Linked DNA regions of Ostrinia nubilalis: region 1 is linked to region 2. Evidence: chromatin contacts called from public Hi-C data. All regions are on one chromosome and are shown on one strand. The core of a region is the stretch at or near the end of the contact, and the rest is flanking DNA. Distances in the headings are between cores, read along the strand shown.

What was found. A called contact is a pair of places that touch in the nucleus more often than the background predicts.
Region 1: a Hi-C map of whole body shows a contact between it and region 2, with 4 times the contacts expected there. The contact joins the promoter of LOC135084943 here to the promoter of LOC135084619 in region 2. A contact is called at or near these places in 3 of 5 Hi-C or Micro-C datasets (all in whole body).

The regions. Positions count from the first base shown.
Region 1 is chr1:3,891,722-3,896,627 of ilOstNubi1.1, forward strand. It overlaps LOC135084943 (protein bunched, class 2/F/G isoform-like), which reads right to left and starts at 3,399. Exons shown (of 5, transcript XM_063979866.1): 1 at 3,316-3,399; 2 at 1-1,125. The coding sequence starts at 3,327.
Region 2 is chr1:3,696,564-3,700,834 of ilOstNubi1.1, forward strand. LOC135084619 (conserved oligomeric Golgi complex subunit 3) reads right to left here and starts at 2,837. Exons shown (of 12, transcript XM_063979424.1): 1 at 2,639-2,837; 2 at 2,333-2,524; 3 at 2,136-2,262; 4 at 1,635-1,783. The coding sequence starts at 2,791.

The DNA.
Region 1 (4,906 bases), core at 2,149-4,648, 200 kb after region 2:
TTGCTGCATCTGCATATTAGTCATCTGAGGCTGAGGAATATGCTGATTCATCTGTTGCATTTGTTGATTAGGTATCTGTTGCATCTGTTGCGGCATTTGCTGATGCATTGGTATTTGTTGCATGGGTATACCCTGGGACTGGGCGATCACTTGCTGTAGTTGATGTTGAGGGAAGCTCTGAGGGATTTGTTGCACTTGCTGCTGCTGCGGAGCTTGTGGGTGAGTCTGTGGTGCGTTCTGCATTGTGATGTGAGTCATACTCTGTGGATGTTGCTGGCCCACTTGCTGCGCTTGCGGCATGTTTTGGTTTGGCATCTGCTGTGGCATTTCTAACGGAGGTGACTGTACAGACACTGACTGAGCTACAGGCATTTGCTGTTGCACTACATTTAGCGGCTGAGTCAACGACTGCCCAGGGGAAGCCATAGGGAACTGTTTCTGTATAGTCTGTTCCAACTGCTGCACGGGGGGATTACCCTGTAGATCCATAGGCCCTTTGTTTGTCAAATCGTTTGACATCTCATCATGCTGGCAATCATTTATTACAACACCACTATCAGGAGCTTGCAAGTTAGGATCTGTGATGTCCAAGTTATTATTCAAAGTAATAGGTGCATTTTGCGGAGTAGTTGTATGATCTAGGTAGTCCATACACATCCACCGACCCCTTCGGAAAGGTTCTGTGCTCTCTATTTTCACAACTTTAAACCGTTCATTCCTAACATGTTCTTGTATCTCTTTCATACCTTCCTGGGGTTTCGCATTTCCTATGAGATTAATGATGCTGCCCGTTCCGGCATTCGTGACACTAACATGCATGTCACTTACTTCTGAATTATTACTATTTGGCACTGCTCCTCCTATTTGGTTGGTGTTGTTGTCCTGACCGACGATAGCTAGTCCGTACTGGGAGCTAGTCGGGATAACAGGGGCACAACCTAGTGATGCACTCGACGCGTTATAAAACACATCGTCCTTCGAGAAGGTGTCTTCAGAATAACTGGGGGTCTCATTCTCGATATCAGTCACGCGAGAGATGTCGTCGGTGTGAGATTCATCAAGATCGTCGGCTGAGTCCTCTCCAGCATCAGTGCTCACTCGAGAACCAACCGTCACACTGGTGATCTGAAACGAAGATATTTTCCTTGGGTTATGGGCGGCTTGAAGAGTTGTTGGGTGAGTCATTCCCTTCTCTGACTCGTTCAGCCGAAGAGATTCGCTCGTCGTACGATGAACAACGTTGTTATACTTGTTTTTCTCACTAGTTTTATGTGACTTTTGAATCAGATTGTCAGCCATTATGCCGTCCGAATCGAGTGACTATCTAAAGAAAATTTCACTGTTTATTGGCTTCAGAGACATCTGATTGACTTTTCAAACACAGCAATATAAGAAATATAAAACCATTGTACACTCACAATTTCACAAACACAGTAATTTAACTATTTATAGTCTTAAAATTCATTAGTAAACACACACAGTTGCGAACATCTTTCAGACGGCAGCAACATGGCGGCCATTTATGCGCAATGCATTATGGTTGACAATTTGCAGTGACTATAGACAATCTAGAATTCTGATGGCTAGTTTCTATCTATGGTCGCTAGATGGCAGTTGACGAAACCTTTTTATAGGTGGCGCAGCTGTCGCTTTATGAATCTGTACTCGATTTTATTTTGTAAGAAATGCAAGAAAAAAGAAAAACAATTCAAAGGACAATGGGCAAAATGGTACCCGGCTCCAATAGATATGAGTCTAGTATCGTTTGAAAGGTCTTACCAAGATTAACAACTTTTACTATGACCACCAGCCTCAGATCTGGTTGTGTACGAAGATATTCATACTTTTTTGCAGAATGGTACCCGGCTCCAATAGTTATGTTTGTAGTGTCATTTGAAAGGTCTTACCAAGACGAACATCATTTACTATGGCCACCAGCCTCAGATCTGGTTGCGTTCGAAGATAAAGATACTTTTTGTGTAACCTAAGTATCATACAGTATGAAGGGGGACGCGCTCGGGGCAGGCCACCGACGAGATGGTCGGACGCGGTGAGGAAGACGGTGGGCGGGAGTTTGCATCGTGCGGTCCACACAGCTTATGACCGCAGTCTGTGGAGGAACACTATCTGTGGTCGCGATCCTCATCAGTGAGGGACCGAGGAAGAAGAAGAAGTATCATACGTGTCCATCGTATGGTACTTAGGTTAACGAGGCAGGAAGGGTTTACTGCTCCAGCATCCTTCCTTAACTCTATAATTATTGATGGGGATAATTGTGAAATAAATATTTTTATTTAAAGAAGTACTACCCCCATTAATAAAAAGTTACACCTAGGAAGAACCTTGGATTAAAATGACATTTCCATACCAAATGACAATTTAAGCCAGAGTTCAACTAGGGTGTAACTTTTATTAATGAAGGGGTAAAGTTTTATTACTTCTTAAGGGTTTTATGATGGGTTGCTAAAGCGAATAAACCCACAAGACCCAATAAGTCCACCCACAAGATGAACCGACGACCTCATAAAGGTAGCGGGAAGGCGCTGGATGCAGGCCGCCACCAACCGGCCATTGTGGAAATCATTGGGGGACGCCTATGTTCAACTGGACGTCCTATGGCTAAAATGATCATGATGATGATGATGAAAGCGAATAAAGGGCTAATAGCTTGGGTAGTTCATCGTAGGTATAATCCTTTCCTTTTCAATGCTTCTTTTAGTTATATTAATAGATTGTAGTCATAATACATACTCGTATACATGGATGATTGTGTTATACTTTCATTATAATACTTAGTGGAATTACTGCTTTCAAAACGTGAATTAGAACTGGCCCCATAGCAGACATTTTCCTACATCTAAAGGCCTTTTAAAATATATATTGGTTATGGTTATTGGAGCGGGTACCACTTTCCATACATTTGTGCCCATCATCCTTTTATTAGTTTACTTTGAATTATAATACAAAATTTAATTAATTTAAAACGTTAATTGAGTGGCGAATCAAGAAGTATCTTAAATCATGTGAAACATAACATGTTGTGGAAAATTATCACGAAACGAACAGTTTAATAGTTATTTACTTCTTTTTAATTATAATTAGTTATTTATAGACATGATAATGCATATTATCATACAACATTTAATTAGTGACGACATAACATACTGTAGGTATTAATTTGATGAATGAAAACAGAAACCAATAGCTGATAGCCTGATAGTCATAGAACTCACCTGTTTTAATCATTTTTGAAGAGAAATGAATGTTAATACAGGTTTGAGTTGAAAGATTTAAATTATTTAAGGTATTACTCACTTTTTCATTCATTTGGTATCGTTATAAAATGATAAAATATTGCGCATGAATAGAGTGGAAAAAAATACTATTAATAGCTACGTCACGCTCTATCTGCCTTGCGTCACAGTTTGTAAGGTTACTAAAAGTTTTGACTATTCCGCGATAGATGACGCCCGCTTGCTTTTTATAATCAAAAGCTGTTACAAACCGCCGCAAGATGGCAGTCTATACGTAAATAGCTTCAATGTTATGAAAAAGAGAAAAACTTTTATGATTTATTCATACTCTCTAATCTGTGATATTAATGTCCTTATTGTTAATTAAATATTAATTAAGATAAAAATAAAATAGTAACTTTTTGTGTTCCGAGGTAGGTAGGTAATTTTAAGTATTTGTTTGTAAATCAAAAATAAAAATTTCATGTCATTCAAAATACCTAGTACCTATTTAATGAGAAAATACATAAGTGAACTTTATTTGATGTGGAAAACTTTACTTAGCGAACTTAAAGCGGCAAGAGACATTCTCTCCTACTTAACCTTTGATTCAAAACACAAATTACTCTAATTTTCTCTTTGGTCTAAAGATTGACTATGAAAGTGGCAGAAAATTATTGTGTACTAGCTTTTGCCCGCGGCTTCACCCGCGTGAAATTTAGTGCCACAGATTCGCATAAATTATAGCCTATATGTTAATCTGGGTTACAAATAATTTGCCTTTTTTGTAAATATTGTTTTTTTTTGTATACAGGGTGTTAGGTAAATGGGCATATGAGCCGACACTAGCCCATGTTAACGTGGTCATATAAATGGTATGGTGAAGTCAGAAAATTGATATCTTCATTTTAATTATTTTATTTTTCATACAAATCGGATTTTATAAAATTTATTTGTACTGTATAGTATAGTTTTTAAGTTTGTAAATTACCTGTACAAATTTAGTTTGTTGTTCTGAATAAATAATAATACCTACTGTAAAGTTTCAACCAAATCCGTTCAGTAGTTTTTGCGTGAAAGAGTAACAAACATCCACACCACCACCTTTATAAAATATTATTAGTAGGATCAATGAATCATGGTGTATGTATAATTTGTCCTAATAATTAAATTATTTTGAGGAAAAATTTTACGATTGTCAAATTGTATGATTTTAAAAGTCTCAATTTACTACAAACCACTAAGGTTGGTAACTTGGTAGTAAATTGAGACTATTCAATTTGACCAAAATTTTGTAAACGGATGATAAACTTTTTTTTTACCCGACTGCGCCAGAAGGTGGGTTATGTTTTTAAATTATTTGGATTTTATAAAACTAACTTTTTTCAAGTCGGTTGAAAACAATGTTTTACTGAAATTTCCAAACAGTATTTGGCTTTTGTGAAATGTAAATCTGAAAAATTGTAGCTATAAGATAAAATCAAATAAAATCTGTAAGTTACGTTGTTCTCATGTTATTATTGTGATTTACATACCTATGCGTGATTTTTTGATTTTTCTACACATATTGTAGTACTCCATATGAAGCAGTTTGAAAATTAGACTGATGCGATGGTATACCGTTTTTTTTTATTTTCTAGCCTAGTTTAAAAACTGTTAATTTCGTTTTTTTA
Region 2 (4,271 bases), core at 1,587-4,086:
GACCGTATTCTTTCCAGTCTAGTTTGCGGAAGATACTTTCCAAGGCAGCCGAAAACAATTTTGGTGATAGAGGGTCTCCCTGTCTTACTCCTTTCTCGATTTTGAATTTATTTCCCAAGGTTTCTAGTTGGATTCTTGCTTCACAGTTCGAGTAGATGTTCTTTATAATGTTAATGTAATTTATGGGGATTCCCTGCTGTTCTAGGCTATCCCATAGAGCTGTGTGTTTTATGCTGTCAAAAGCCTTGGTGTAGTCGATGAATGCCATGTACAGTTTCTTATTGTATTCATTGTATTTTTCTACTATTTGTTTCACTGTGTGTATATGGTCCAGGGTTGAGTATTTTTGTCTAAAGCCAGCTTGCTCCCGTGGTTGATTTTCGTCTAGTTTCTTGCTTATCCTTCCCAGGATAACTTTCGAAAATACTTTGTAGATATTTGACATTAAACTTATAGGCCTGTAGTTTCCTATGTCTTCCTTTTGTCCTTTTTTAAATATAAGAATAATTATCGGATAATTATCAGATAATTATCTGATAATTATCAACCGCATAAGATACATTTGTCATATTGCTTCATAAGAAATTCTGATTGCGTATGTTGTTTTATGTTTTTGGTTGCTGATTTTTGTCAAGTTGTCCATGCTAGTCGCATAAAGTTTGCAAAATAGATAAATATTTTGACGCTAAATAACTAGTGATTATTGTGGAGCTAAATAGATAGGTTTTATAACTATCTTTGTTGATTAACGCCCACTAATTAGACGCAAGTGCGGAAATACCAGGGTTCGAAAATATCCGATATTTATTATAAATATCAAAATATCGGATATTTATGATATATATCCGATATATATCAACTTTGATATATATCAATTTTGTATGAAAGCCATAGTATTATTTTATTGTATTATTCATGAATACTATTGCATATGTGTTACATAAACATGTTTTTAATGTTTTTAAAACTTAAAATCAGACAAATAAAGCAAAAACATAAAATATCTTTGAAATACGGCAAAATCAACTAAAAAAATAAAAATCTTATGTCAAAAAGTACAAATACAGTAACAAATTTTAAAAGTTGATATATATCATCAAAACCGGCTTGATATACAGGGTGTTAGGTAAATGGGTATATGAGCCGGCACTAGCCCATGTTAACATGGTCATATAAATGGTATGGTGAAGTCAGAAATTAGATATCATCATTTTATTTTTTTTAATTTTCATCCCAACTAATACAAAATAAATTTTATAAAATCCGATTTGTATGAAAATTAAAATAATTAAAATGAAGATATCAATTTTCTGACTTCACCATACCATTTATATGACCATGTTAACATGGGCTAGTGTCGGCTCATATACCCATTTACCTAACACCCTGTATATCGGATATATATCCGATATATATCTTGATATATATCCCTTGATATATATCCTCGAACCCTGGGAAATACACGTTCGAAAACTTCGAATACAGTTCATTTTCACGAGCGCATTGTTATGTTATTATCAACCGTTAATTATCCATCTTAATTATCCTTTCGAACCCTGTTTTAAATTAATTGTTGTCTAGGACTGTTAAACTATTTCCAAAGTCTATATTTCCAATTTTTATTTGTGACTTACATGGCTCTTCATGTATTCCAAGCAGTCATCAATTTTGGCCAGCACTATGAAGAATGCTTCACTGTTCACTGACATGGTGGTGCTGTTGAGTCTTTGAGATAAGTGCTCCACCTGAGTGAAGTAATGGAGCTTCTGCTTGATGTCATCACCTGAAAAATAATTATTAGTAAACCTAATTAATACTGCAAATGATATTGATGCAGACAACAGTAAATTATTGTTTTGAGCCACTATAAGAAGTAAAAACGTTAAAATAGGAAAGATTCCACTTTTTTAAGGTGAAATAAGAATGTAATTAATGATAAAAGGTTTGAAACCCTCATGAATAGAATATGAAGACTCTTTCATGTCTTAATTCATTAGAGATCCATCCATCTTTAGAACAATTTTATTTAGGTTCACTCTTCAAGGTGTTGTTTGTGACAAAGCATTGTCTAATAAAATTGGAAATAATTCTTTAGAATACTCTCCCAAAGTAGTAAAATACTCAAAAACAATTACCTATACTGGAAAGTTTATTCTGGTCAGCCAACAACTGCTCACTCATCAAATGTAAGGCATTGGTTTTGTTGGAAACAAGCTCATATTCTTCTGATAACTTGTTCAGGTCTGCCATTGTAGCCCCAATCTAAAAGAGAACCTATTAATAAGCCAGGATCTTTGATTACATCGAAAAAAATTTTGGTCTATTATTTTACCTGATTATTCAAAGATACACATTCATTTCTCCTATCCTCCAATTGCCGGTAGTATGCCTCGTACGGAGAATCATCCGCCTTGATAGTTTTCTCGCATAGACTCTCATACCAATCCAGGAAATCGAATGTTTTGTCCACTGGTGGTATGGGAGTATTTTCCGTTTGTTTATTGGATTCGTCCGCTGATTTGTCCTAGAATACATATGAAATGGTAGATAAGGGTAATAAAATCAACCCAGATATTGTTTCTATCGATTTAACTAGACTTTTAAACCAAATAAACCAGGTTTTTGATCAAATACAAACTTCTTCAGTTTCATTGGAAACACCAAGGATTATGGACTCCAAATCCAATATTGCCTCTCGTTGATCCGCCGTCAGCGGTGCCAGTGGGTTCTCTGGAGCCTCCCATAGCAATAATTTGCTTTGGATTTCTTTTAAACTCATGTTGATATCCATTTTGTCTAAAAAGAAATTGGAAATCACAAAACACTGCCGACGTCAGACGTCAAGCAAATAACTAACGTCATTTTGACATTGACGTGGGACATTTGACAGCTGATTCGCTTCGTTCAGAAAGGACAATGACCAAAAGTGGTCCAAATGTCCACCACTAATGAGTGGTTCAACAGCGTACGTCAGCTGTTTTGACCAATCGTATCGCAGAATCAGAAACGCGTCTGGATTGTAGACGTTATAAAAGTTACCGTAATCGGGGCTCTATTCGCTGGGTGCGAAGTACTAGGTGGGGGGGACATAATCTATCGCAGCGCTCATGGTGGTCAAAAGTAGAAATAATGTTAGCTCTGTCATCAGATGTATCTGTCAATGGCAAAGCGATTCTACATAATACATTTTAATATCATTAATTAATCGCATGAAAAGGGTCCTACTGGGAACTTAAATAAAAGAGTGGACTGTATTTCGATAGGGCTGTTTTAATAGCCGTTTACAATTTGGAAATAACTAAACTATACAACGTGGTAGTACAAAAATGAGTCACAGTAGTTGTTGTGCACAGATGTTTGCCTTATGATGAGAGCGTGAATTATTGAACTCTGCCCTTGTTTTGTTCTTAATTCTTCTACATCTCGGACTTGTCCAGCCAATACCAACAACTTTCCTTTAAATACGGTTTGTGGTTGGAATTTGATATTGTAACTCTCACAAACCCGGTCTTCAAAACGATACTCATTTCGATCTGAAAACGATATTTAATTTATTACTAGCGATACAGAAACATTTAAATATATTTACTGTTATATAATGAAACCGTTAAAGTAGCTTTTTCTTTTTGTTTTACTGTAAAACTACAACTATAAATGAAGTAAACAAACCCTGACACAATCAAAATTAAACACACTTTTTGGACTTACCTCATTTGATTTGAATGACCAAAATGATTTCAAAACCTTTTTTCCACCCAAATCGTGGTATCACAACAATTTATTAGTTGAAAATATTTGTTATTTTTTCATTTCGATATTTTTTCACAAATATACGACCTAAATGTCAATGTGACAGAGCCCACAAAGTTGTGGACGCTAGTTGGCGCTGTAATCGTGCACGGAGCCAATATTGGCTTATAGTCCATTAAATAGAGATTAACTTTCAGTATGGGACGAAAAAAAAAGAAGCTGTCAGTAAAAAGTTATGACCGTATGAAAAATTGTAGTAGTTTACGCGCTAATCTCAGGAACTACTGGTCCGATTTGAAAAAATATTTTTGTTATGGATAGCCCATTTATCAAGGATGGTTTTAGGTTATATAACATCACCCTACAACCAATAGGGGCGGCGCAGCGACCACCCGACCATAATCCCAATTGGGAACGTGCGAAGTGGGTGGAAGGGGTAAAGAAAACGATCGTTGCGCTCGTCGCGGCACAAATGTGTAACATTATGGGCAAGGGAAGCAAACAAACTTGTCTTGTCATTG